Linked DNA regions of Mus musculus: region 1 is linked to region 2. Evidence: chromatin contacts called from public promoter capture Hi-C data. All regions are on one chromosome and are shown on one strand. Each heading gives the region's core, a stretch centred on a gene start, on an enhancer-like site or on the middle of the called end of the contact. The rest is flanking DNA. Distances are from core to core; before and after follow the strand shown.

Region 1 (4,434 bases), core at 708-3,207, 280 kb before region 2:
GTATGAAACATCTCTGTTTGATCCTGTAAAATTTGGTTCCCATTCTCTTACACAGCCTGAAGGCTGCACATTGGCTCTGCATTCAGTTATCTACAATTGTACTCCATCTGCCTTTCAGTGTTCTTGCCTGTCAACCTCCTGCATCCATTTCATTCCACGACCCTACCACACAGATTATTTGGGACCAAAAGTGTATCAGTGTTTATCTCCAGAGGTTGAACTATCTACTCATACATAATGAGTGTTTTGGAGATGAGATCCAAGCCTAAACATGAAATTAATTTACATTCCATATAGACCTTATTCACATAATATAAACATGATCTTGAACAAGTACATATTCCTAGGCTCCTGAATTTTGACTGACATAATTTATGCAGTCAAGTATGGAACTTTCCACATCAATACTCAGTAAGTTACAAATCTGAGAGCAATTTAGATTTCAAAATTTCAGATTAAGGATACTTATCCGTACTGTTCAAGGTCTTCCCTCTGCCACTCCATGTAAAATGTCCCATCTTTATCCTTGCTATGGTTTAAGTTAGACATTTACCACTAGCTGGCACTAGTTTTAGTGTGTGTGTGTCCCTATCTAAGCTACAAGCTCCCAAAAGCAAGAACATTTCCATGGCTGTATCCCCTTGGTGCCCAGAACACACGGCTGGAGTAAAATCATTACATGAAAGAAACATGAGGGGTTTTTTTTAACAGAATTCCAAGCCATCTGTGACACTTCTGATGCCACAAACTACAGTGGTCTCACAGAGTAGTTCCTTATACTTTTGCTCACATTGACTTCCGATGACATAAGGAAATGAGTAGTAATTCTAACTTGTCAGTTCATCCATGTAAGAGAATTAAAAGCCCTGCTTTCTTCTAAGTTCTCCCAAATTTTCCCCTAGCTTTTGTTCCCTAAAAAGCAGATACAAATTATTTCCCAGACACTTCCTATTCTCAAAAGGACCAAGTTTTCAATCCCTGCCAGCCATTCCATTCTATTCCCTTGAAAACACCAAGCAATGTTGAGTTCTTACCATGTAGAAGGCATTCAATATACTGTTAAGGCCAGTTAGCTTTATTCTATGATTCCAACCACCATACTCTCTAGCCTTACACCCAGAAAGGAAGGGATACACTTTACGCTTCCATTGTTTTAAAGTAAAGAATATAGCTGTTTTTATGTGCTCTGAAGCACTTTTCAAATTGTAATTCCACTTTAATTATGATATCTACACAAAGTAGGAATTACTATAGGCTAAAAGAGTTGAAAAGCCACAGCCCAAACTGTCTATGAATCTCCAGCTTCGGGGACTAGAGCCATTTAATAACCCACTTTCAAATCCAGTCATTTTCTTAGTTGCCTTTGTCCAAAAGAAAAATTTGTAAAATCCCGCACACTATACGGCAGGGAGCAACTGGGATCTCAAGGTCTTGCTAACGTGTCCACTGCGGCTGCTCGCGGGAAAGCAACGGAAGTTGGAGAGACTTTGCAACAGCTGCAAGAGTTTCAGTCCGGGGCAGAGAGCGACCACCGGGGCGAGGCGAAGTCCCGCGGCCGGCGTGCGCCCGACCCACGGGACCCCAAGGCCTCGCTGCTCCCGGGGCGGGCCCCACCTGGCCAAGAGCGCGCGGACGTGGGCTGCAGCCGCCCGCCTCGGCTCACCTTTCGTCAGCGTGTCCAGCACCCCCGACTTCTCCAAGTACCTCCGGAACTGCTCGCGCTTCGAGTCGGCGGCCTGAGGAGACACGGCGGGTCAGGGACCGGAGCCCGGGGCCGGAGCAGGAAGACGGCGCGCCCCGCCGCCGGCCCCAAGCCCTGCACACGCCCCAACTCCCACCCGGCGCCGCCCGCACGCCCCGAGCCACGCCGCGCCCCCCTCACTTTGTAATGGGCCATAGTGACAGCCACAGCGGCGTAGCTGGCGCCGGAGACACGGGCAGGCGGGCTCCAAGCCTCACTGCTCATGCGCGGAACGGCGCGCGCGTCTGCGCACTGGGCAGGCACGGGCCGGGGCCACCGGGGTGTGGCCTGTTTTCATGGCGACCGGGACGCTGTGTATCCCTGTCTCCTCGGAGCCTAGAGAGGCTGCGTGAGCCCGCCCTCCGCGGTTCCGGGCAGTCTCGCGTCTTCCTGTTCCGGTTGCCGCGGCGATTCGGTTGCCTAGCAAGAGGCGAGGTTTAGGTAAAGCCAGGCGAACGACCTGTGGGGCCCTGGATGGGTGTGGCCAGGAGTTAGAGGCTCCTGATGTAGTATCTCCCCACGTGTTAGTGGGCGCGCACTCCTTGTCATTTGGGTCTTTGGTGAGGAACAGACCAATGCCGTGTTTCTTGGCTCAGAAAAATACCCAGCACCAGGAAAAAGTTCAAGGTCACCCTCAGCTAAATAAAGAATCTCTTTTGGGCTTGTTCAGGGCTTGCTTGTAATCATTAAGCCCCGTGATATTTGCAGATAACTGCTGGCTGGTAGAAAACTTATCTCTACAGCAATGTTGGATTAGGGCAATGACCTCTGAAGTGGTTCTTTTCTCTGCCTTTGTCATTAGTTTCCTTTTTTTTTTTTTTATACCCCCTTAGTGGTTAACATTAAGTTCTTTTCCATATATATTATGCGTGTTTTTATGTTGAAAATAATTATAGGTAGTACTAAGTGTGTATGTCTCTCTAAGGAGATTTCTAAGTGCAGAAGAGGGCCCTTTAATGAATTTGTAGTTGTGCCTGCTACTTGGCTAGATTTTGTTTTGATCTCTCTATATAGAAGTCATTCTATTCACTAGGCGCTGGTGGCACACGAATTTAATCTCAGTGCAAGAAAAGTGGAGACCATCCTGAGTTCGAAGCCATTCTGGTCCAAGATGGTCAGGGCTACACAGAAACCCTGTCTCCAAAACAAAGAATTCATTGTAGTCTTGTTTTAATGTAAGGCCCTACCCCCACCTTATCTTTTTGAAATCCAGTGGATTTTTTTTTTTCCAGGAGTTGGGGAAGAGTATTCATGCCGTGGTGCAGTTGGAGATCGGAAGACTCATAGGACTTGCTCTCCTTCCACCGTTAGTCTCAGTAATTGCATTAAGGTTGTCAGGCTTGACAACGAGTGCCTTTACCACCAAGTCATCTTACTGCTCCCTAGCTGCAAAGTTTCTAGACTATCTAAGAAAAGCAAAACGATGGCTCTATGTTGCACAAATAATGAAAATACTGTCTTTTCTGTTGGTCTTGAGAAAAAAACATATTTGGTTATGAGAAGCCACAGAACTTAAACTCATGTTGAAAGAACTTATGAACCCAGCTTCAACCACAAACTGAATGAAAAAGTGCAAAGCAGAGTCCCCTGGTGGGTGGTGCTTGCCTTGCCTCCCTTTGTTCCTGTTGGCAATGCCCTTCCTCCCTCCCATCTCTGCTCTAAGGCATTCGAGACTCATCCAGTTTTTTTAGTTGAGCTTTTTGGGAATTTTACATGGAGTGGGGATGGGGAGGCGTTGTGTTATTGTTTTGAGGCAGGGTCTCACCATGTGTGAACTCCCAACTCCACCCCAGGAACCTGGATTTTTTTCTTCTTCTTTCTTGGGACTTCCTCCTATATTGGAGCCAATCTAACCTTTCCATAGCCCTCTCTTGGGCCCTCTCTGGAGCTCTAGCTCCTGTCCCAAGCTCTTTAAAAAAAAAAAAAAAAAAAAAAAAACCTCATCTTTGGGTAGACCAATGAGCTGGCTCGGTGGATAAAGCCTGATGTTTGTTGGATCCCTGGAGCTGTCCTATAGAGGAGAGCCAGGACCTGCAAAGTGCCTCCGGCCTCTACATGTGCTGCAGGCACACACATGCACACAACAAACAAAGTATTTTTAAATAAAATGATTAGAAAACCTTCACTACTGAGAGTAATGACATGCGCCTTTAATCCTAGCATTCGTGAGCCAGAGCAGGCAAATCTCTAAACTCAAGGCCAGCCAGAGTCACATGCTGAGATTCTGTCTCAAGTAGAACAAGCCCATCACCCTTTACCAACCATGAACGCCAAGTCTGCAGACAAGGACTCAGAGCCACTGAGTCAGTGGATGCTTTCTGGGACTGGGAGCCTCTGGCAGGTTCCTGAGTTGAGCCCATATGAGATGAGTCTCCTTTGCATTCCCTTTTTTCCTGTCCCCCATTTACTGACAGATTATAGCTTGCCTGCCCTGTGGTTTTTCTTTCAAAGTCTATTAAAATGGTCAAGCTTCGTCATTGTCAGGGTCCAGCGGGGTCAGAGTTCTCAACTGGAAGCAGGGATATCTGGAAGGCACATAATAAACAGACACAGACTACTTTTCAGGTACAAACTGACAGGCAATTTTTCAAGGCTTACTCTCTCCTCTCTCTGTCTCTCTCTCACTCATTCACAGCTTGAGGCTGCACACACACTGCATTCTCTTTTGTACTCTGCTTTTTTCCTGTGCACTT
Region 2 (3,985 bases), core at 1,246-3,745:
CCTAGTGCAGTGTCTAACACACAGACATGCAGTACTTAGACTTCTGTGCCATTTATTCAGTTTCAATCATGACTTACCAAATGCTTTATATTTCCTTTGGTGCCTGTCATCTTGGCAAATTGTCTGTCACTGAACATCCTCAGTTCTGACTTTGATTGAACATCCTCAGTTCTGACTTTGATTTTTTTTTTTTTCATTATTAGTGATTATTGAACCTAGGGTCACACACTGCTGGGTAGGTACTCTGTCACTGAGCCATATTCCTATATCCTTACCCCCTTAAACTATTTATTTATTTATTTAAAGACAGAATCTCATCGTGTACCCCTGGCTGGCCTGGAACTTGCTATGTGGCCAAGGCAGGCCTTGACTTTGTAATCTTCCTGTGCCAGCCTCCTAAGTAGTGGTTGATTACAGTCCAGGCCACTAGGCAGCTGATGATAGTGTTGCTTTTAGTTTCCATTTTTAGCTCCATTTCATACTTGATGAAATAGAAGATCAGAAAGACATAGTGACATGCCCAAAGATACACAGCTGACTGGCAGCAGATCTACATACCATTTACATGGACTCTTAACCATTCTGCTGTGGTCAGTTGCTCAGGAGGCTTTTGCATTAACTTCTTCCTAGACTCTTCTTTGGTATTGGGTGTGGCTCAAATACAGACAAGCCAAAGCGGTGTAATGTGTGACTCCGCCCCTGTTGCTCTTCACCTTGAACCAGCATCAGAACTACCTGGAGGGCTTGTTAAAAAGATTGCTGGGTCCCACCCTGGTTCTGGCTCATTGTGCACCGAATCACGGGTGGGGCTTGAGAATTTGCGTCTGTTTTGAGTTTCCAGAGTTGCTGGTGCTGCTAATTGGGGACCACTGCTGTAGAGTACTGAGCTTAAGATGGGGACCACTGCTGTAGAGTACTGACCTTAAGATGAGGCAGCCAATGGTATAGAGGGTTGCTGAGGTTAGATGGGAGTCAGGCTGTCCAGGTTGGAGTCTCGGCCTTGCTACTTACTAACTGCACTTGGGCAAATACTTGAGTATTCATGTACTTTGGTGTTCATCTGTAGAATGTTTTGCTGATAGTATCTACATTGTAGGATTCTTAAGATCGAATGAAATAGTATGTGTAAAGTGCTTGAAGTATGGGACCTTTCTTTCCTACAACAGTGATGAGATATGTTCTTTGTTTTGTAAACTTTAGGGTCTAGTTCTTAGACTAATAAGGAGTAAAACTGTGAATCCAGGTGTCAGATGGTACAATTCTGACTGGTCAGGTGTGCAGTGGAGCACCAGGAAGGCAGTGAGACGAGGAGGAGGAGGAGGAGGAGAAGGGGTGAGTGGGGCTAGAGATGCTGGCATGCGGGAGCTGAGAAAGGTGGGGTTGTCAGTGGTTTGAGTTTTACTATCAGAGAAATTCCAAGAAAGCAAGGTGCCGGCACACAGTTTGTCAGAGAGATAACTTTCTCTTCCTCTCAGCAGATTTAGCTCTGGTATCTGGTTTTAAGGTGGCTGGCAGCGTTCGCTTCTTTTGGAGAACAATGGCTAAGGAAATGGTTTGCTGCTAGCTTCTGGGGCTGGCTCAGCAAGCGGCCTTTATCCTCCACAGCTGCTGCACATACTTTTGATTCTTGCTGAGAAAGGCAGTTGTTAGGTTTGGAAGTTTTCAGATTCCAGAGCCAGCTGGACAGCTGACCTTCTGGTAGCTGTTTCCCAGACTGCCATCTCTCTGTCGCCTCTTCTGGGTCCCCCTTTTTTGACTTTGGAAAGATGATCTATATTTAGTGAGTAAGACAGTTAGAAGGTTAGGGGAGACCATGGATGGGTATTTGAGCCTAGGACAAGATGTATCCTGTACCCAGACTTTAACCCTTTCATCCTCAAATGACCACTTAAAGTGCTTAGGAATGTACCTCTAGCTCATGGCAGTGTTTATTTTTGGATGCCCTGAATAAAATATTTGGGGGGAAGAAGTAGGAAGATGTTCATGTCACTCCATTTATGGCCAAGCAATGCTAGGTATTCTACAGAAGGAGCCATAGAAACAGGGATGGAAAGAACTCTGCATTGTGACTGTTCACCTTTCACTCAGAGATGATTAGGGATACCTTGTGAGGCACCAGAGCAGAGCAAGTATTTCTTAGACTCACATGAGCACCAGCTGCTTTTTCTGGGCATCATCTTCTCTCCCAGGCTGCTGAGTCACCACCTAGGAATGGCTCGGAATGGCAGTAGCCAGGTTGCCACCTGGAGCACCTGGAGAGTTCTTGGCATACTGCACTGTTGGTTTTGGTCTCCTAGACACAGATCGGGCCTCTTCAGCTCTTCGAATCATGGGCTGAGACTTAGCTCTCCTTCCAGCTTGTTCCAGGAGGCACTGACCTACTTTTCAGGGACAATTAAGTGTTTGTGAGCATTGGAAGGCGGTGGCCAAAGCGAAGGTTGAACTAGAGTTACATTAAACAAACATTGGGAGTTTCTTTTTCCATCACACACACCAGGGCCTGTCTCCATTCAAATGGAAAGGCAGGCTAGGCTGATGGGGGCCAGATTCCAGGTGCTTATCTAGATGGCCACCCAACTCTTGAATTCTTGTCTTGTCAGTACACTTTAATATTAGAAGTTTCCTTTTGAAATCACACACTCATTGTCTTTTTAGAACAAGGTTAAGAAGCTAGTGAATTGGCTATTAAGAGACAAAAGTACTTTTAGGTGACACCGTCTGGTTTATTTGTAGCATCAGTGAGATGATGCAAGCCTCTTCTCTCCGTACAGGACTAGAAGAATAAGCTAGCTAGGAACCTGGATCTTAGGGAATAAGTAAATCGTTTCTGTAGACTTGACTTTCCTTATAAGGCAAGAGATTAAGAACTAATAAATGAATAAGCAAGCTTTCAATAAATAAATTAGAAAACTCAACAAGAATTAGTATTAAAAAATTAGATTCAGGCCGGGCAGTGGTGGCGCACGCCTTTAATCCCAGTACTTGGGAGGCAGAAGCAAGTGGATTTCTGAGTTCGAGGCCAGCCTGGTCTACAGAGTGAGTGAGTTCCAGGACAGCCAAGACTAAAGACTACACAGAGAAACCCTGACTCGAAAAACCAAAAAAAGAAAAAAAAGAAAGGAAGAAAAAAAAATTAGATTCAACTATCAAAACCAATTTATTTTTGCTTGTGCTGGAGATGGAACCCAGGGCTTTACTCTTGCCCAGGCTAGGCAAACAATAAGGTATATATACACCCAGGCTTCGATTTACAGTTCACAGCGAAAGGAAGTAAGTTCAATTTCTTCCTGGGCTTACTTAGCTTGTTACCTGGCTCCAACTCCTGCGTCCCTGTTGAGTGTAACTGCTGTGCTTGTGTTGTTCTTACTGTTGTACCTTAGCAAGGGCTATAGATCCAAGGCTCTGAGGACAGTGACTCTTGTCTGCATTGATTGTCTCTGAGGCCCAGAGGGAGTTGGGTGGCATAAGACAGTTCATAAACCTTTATTTTCAGCAACAACATAGGCACAAGAACATACGATTTCTCATAACTAAAGAAAAGTTATTTTAAAAGTTATTCCTAGGTCAGGTGTGATGACACATGGCCCAGCCTTTAAACCCAGTACTGGATAACCAGAGACAGTCAGATCTCTGTAAGTCTGAGGCCAGCCTGGTCTACATAGTGAGTTCCAGGCCAATCACAACCATACAGTGAGACTGTCTCAAAACCAAACCAAACAAGTTATTGATATATATAGCTAGAGGATTGGTGTGACGCTCAGTGGTGGGATGCTTGCAAAGCTGGGTTTGATGCCCAGCACTGCAAAAAAGGAAGGGAACACTGGTGTTACAGCGTGCAGTGCAAGTCACATCTCAGAGTTAAGCTTAGGGCAGGCTCCATCCATCAAGTCAGTGCCAGTCTCATCTGGAGAGGCTGGAAGTAAGCTGGTATCTGTCTGAGTCTTGTAGGTGGGTAGCCTCTTCTTTTGGGGGAAGAGATTTTAGG

Evidence for each region. Promoter capture Hi-C pulls out the DNA fragments that hold promoters and counts their contacts.
Region 1: a promoter capture Hi-C map of the C10 cell line shows a contact between it and region 2. The contact joins the promoter of Mycbp here to the enhancer-like site in region 2. A contact is called at or near these places in 3 of 39 promoter capture datasets (the 3T3-L1 cell line, the C10 cell line and pre-B cells), 3 of 484 Hi-C or Micro-C datasets (B cells, the G1E-ER4 cell line and olfactory sensory neurons), 2 of 115 datasets of contacts at active chromatin or transcription factors (differentiating embryonic stem cells and large pre-B cells) and 1 of 9 other capture datasets (liver).

What each region holds. Positions count from the first base shown.
Region 1 is chr4:123,902,536-123,906,969 of GRCm38.p6, reverse strand. It overlaps Mycbp (MYC binding protein), which reads right to left and starts at 1,957. Exons shown (of 5, transcript NM_019660.3): 1 at 1,883-1,957; 2 at 1,664-1,736. The coding sequence starts at 1,897. It also overlaps D130007C19Rik.
Region 2 is chr4:123,622,276-123,626,260 of GRCm38.p6, reverse strand. The region is part of intron 1 of Macf1 (microtubule-actin crosslinking factor 1); the gene reads left to right. Among named protein-coding and RNA genes, the nearest start is that of Mir6398, 7.8 kb to the right of the region's middle. Within about 2 kb of position 2,495, at least 93 of the 459 cell types and tissues checked have an H3K27ac peak or open chromatin away from gene starts, as enhancers often do. A contact at or near this core is called in differentiating embryonic stem cells, where this site is marked.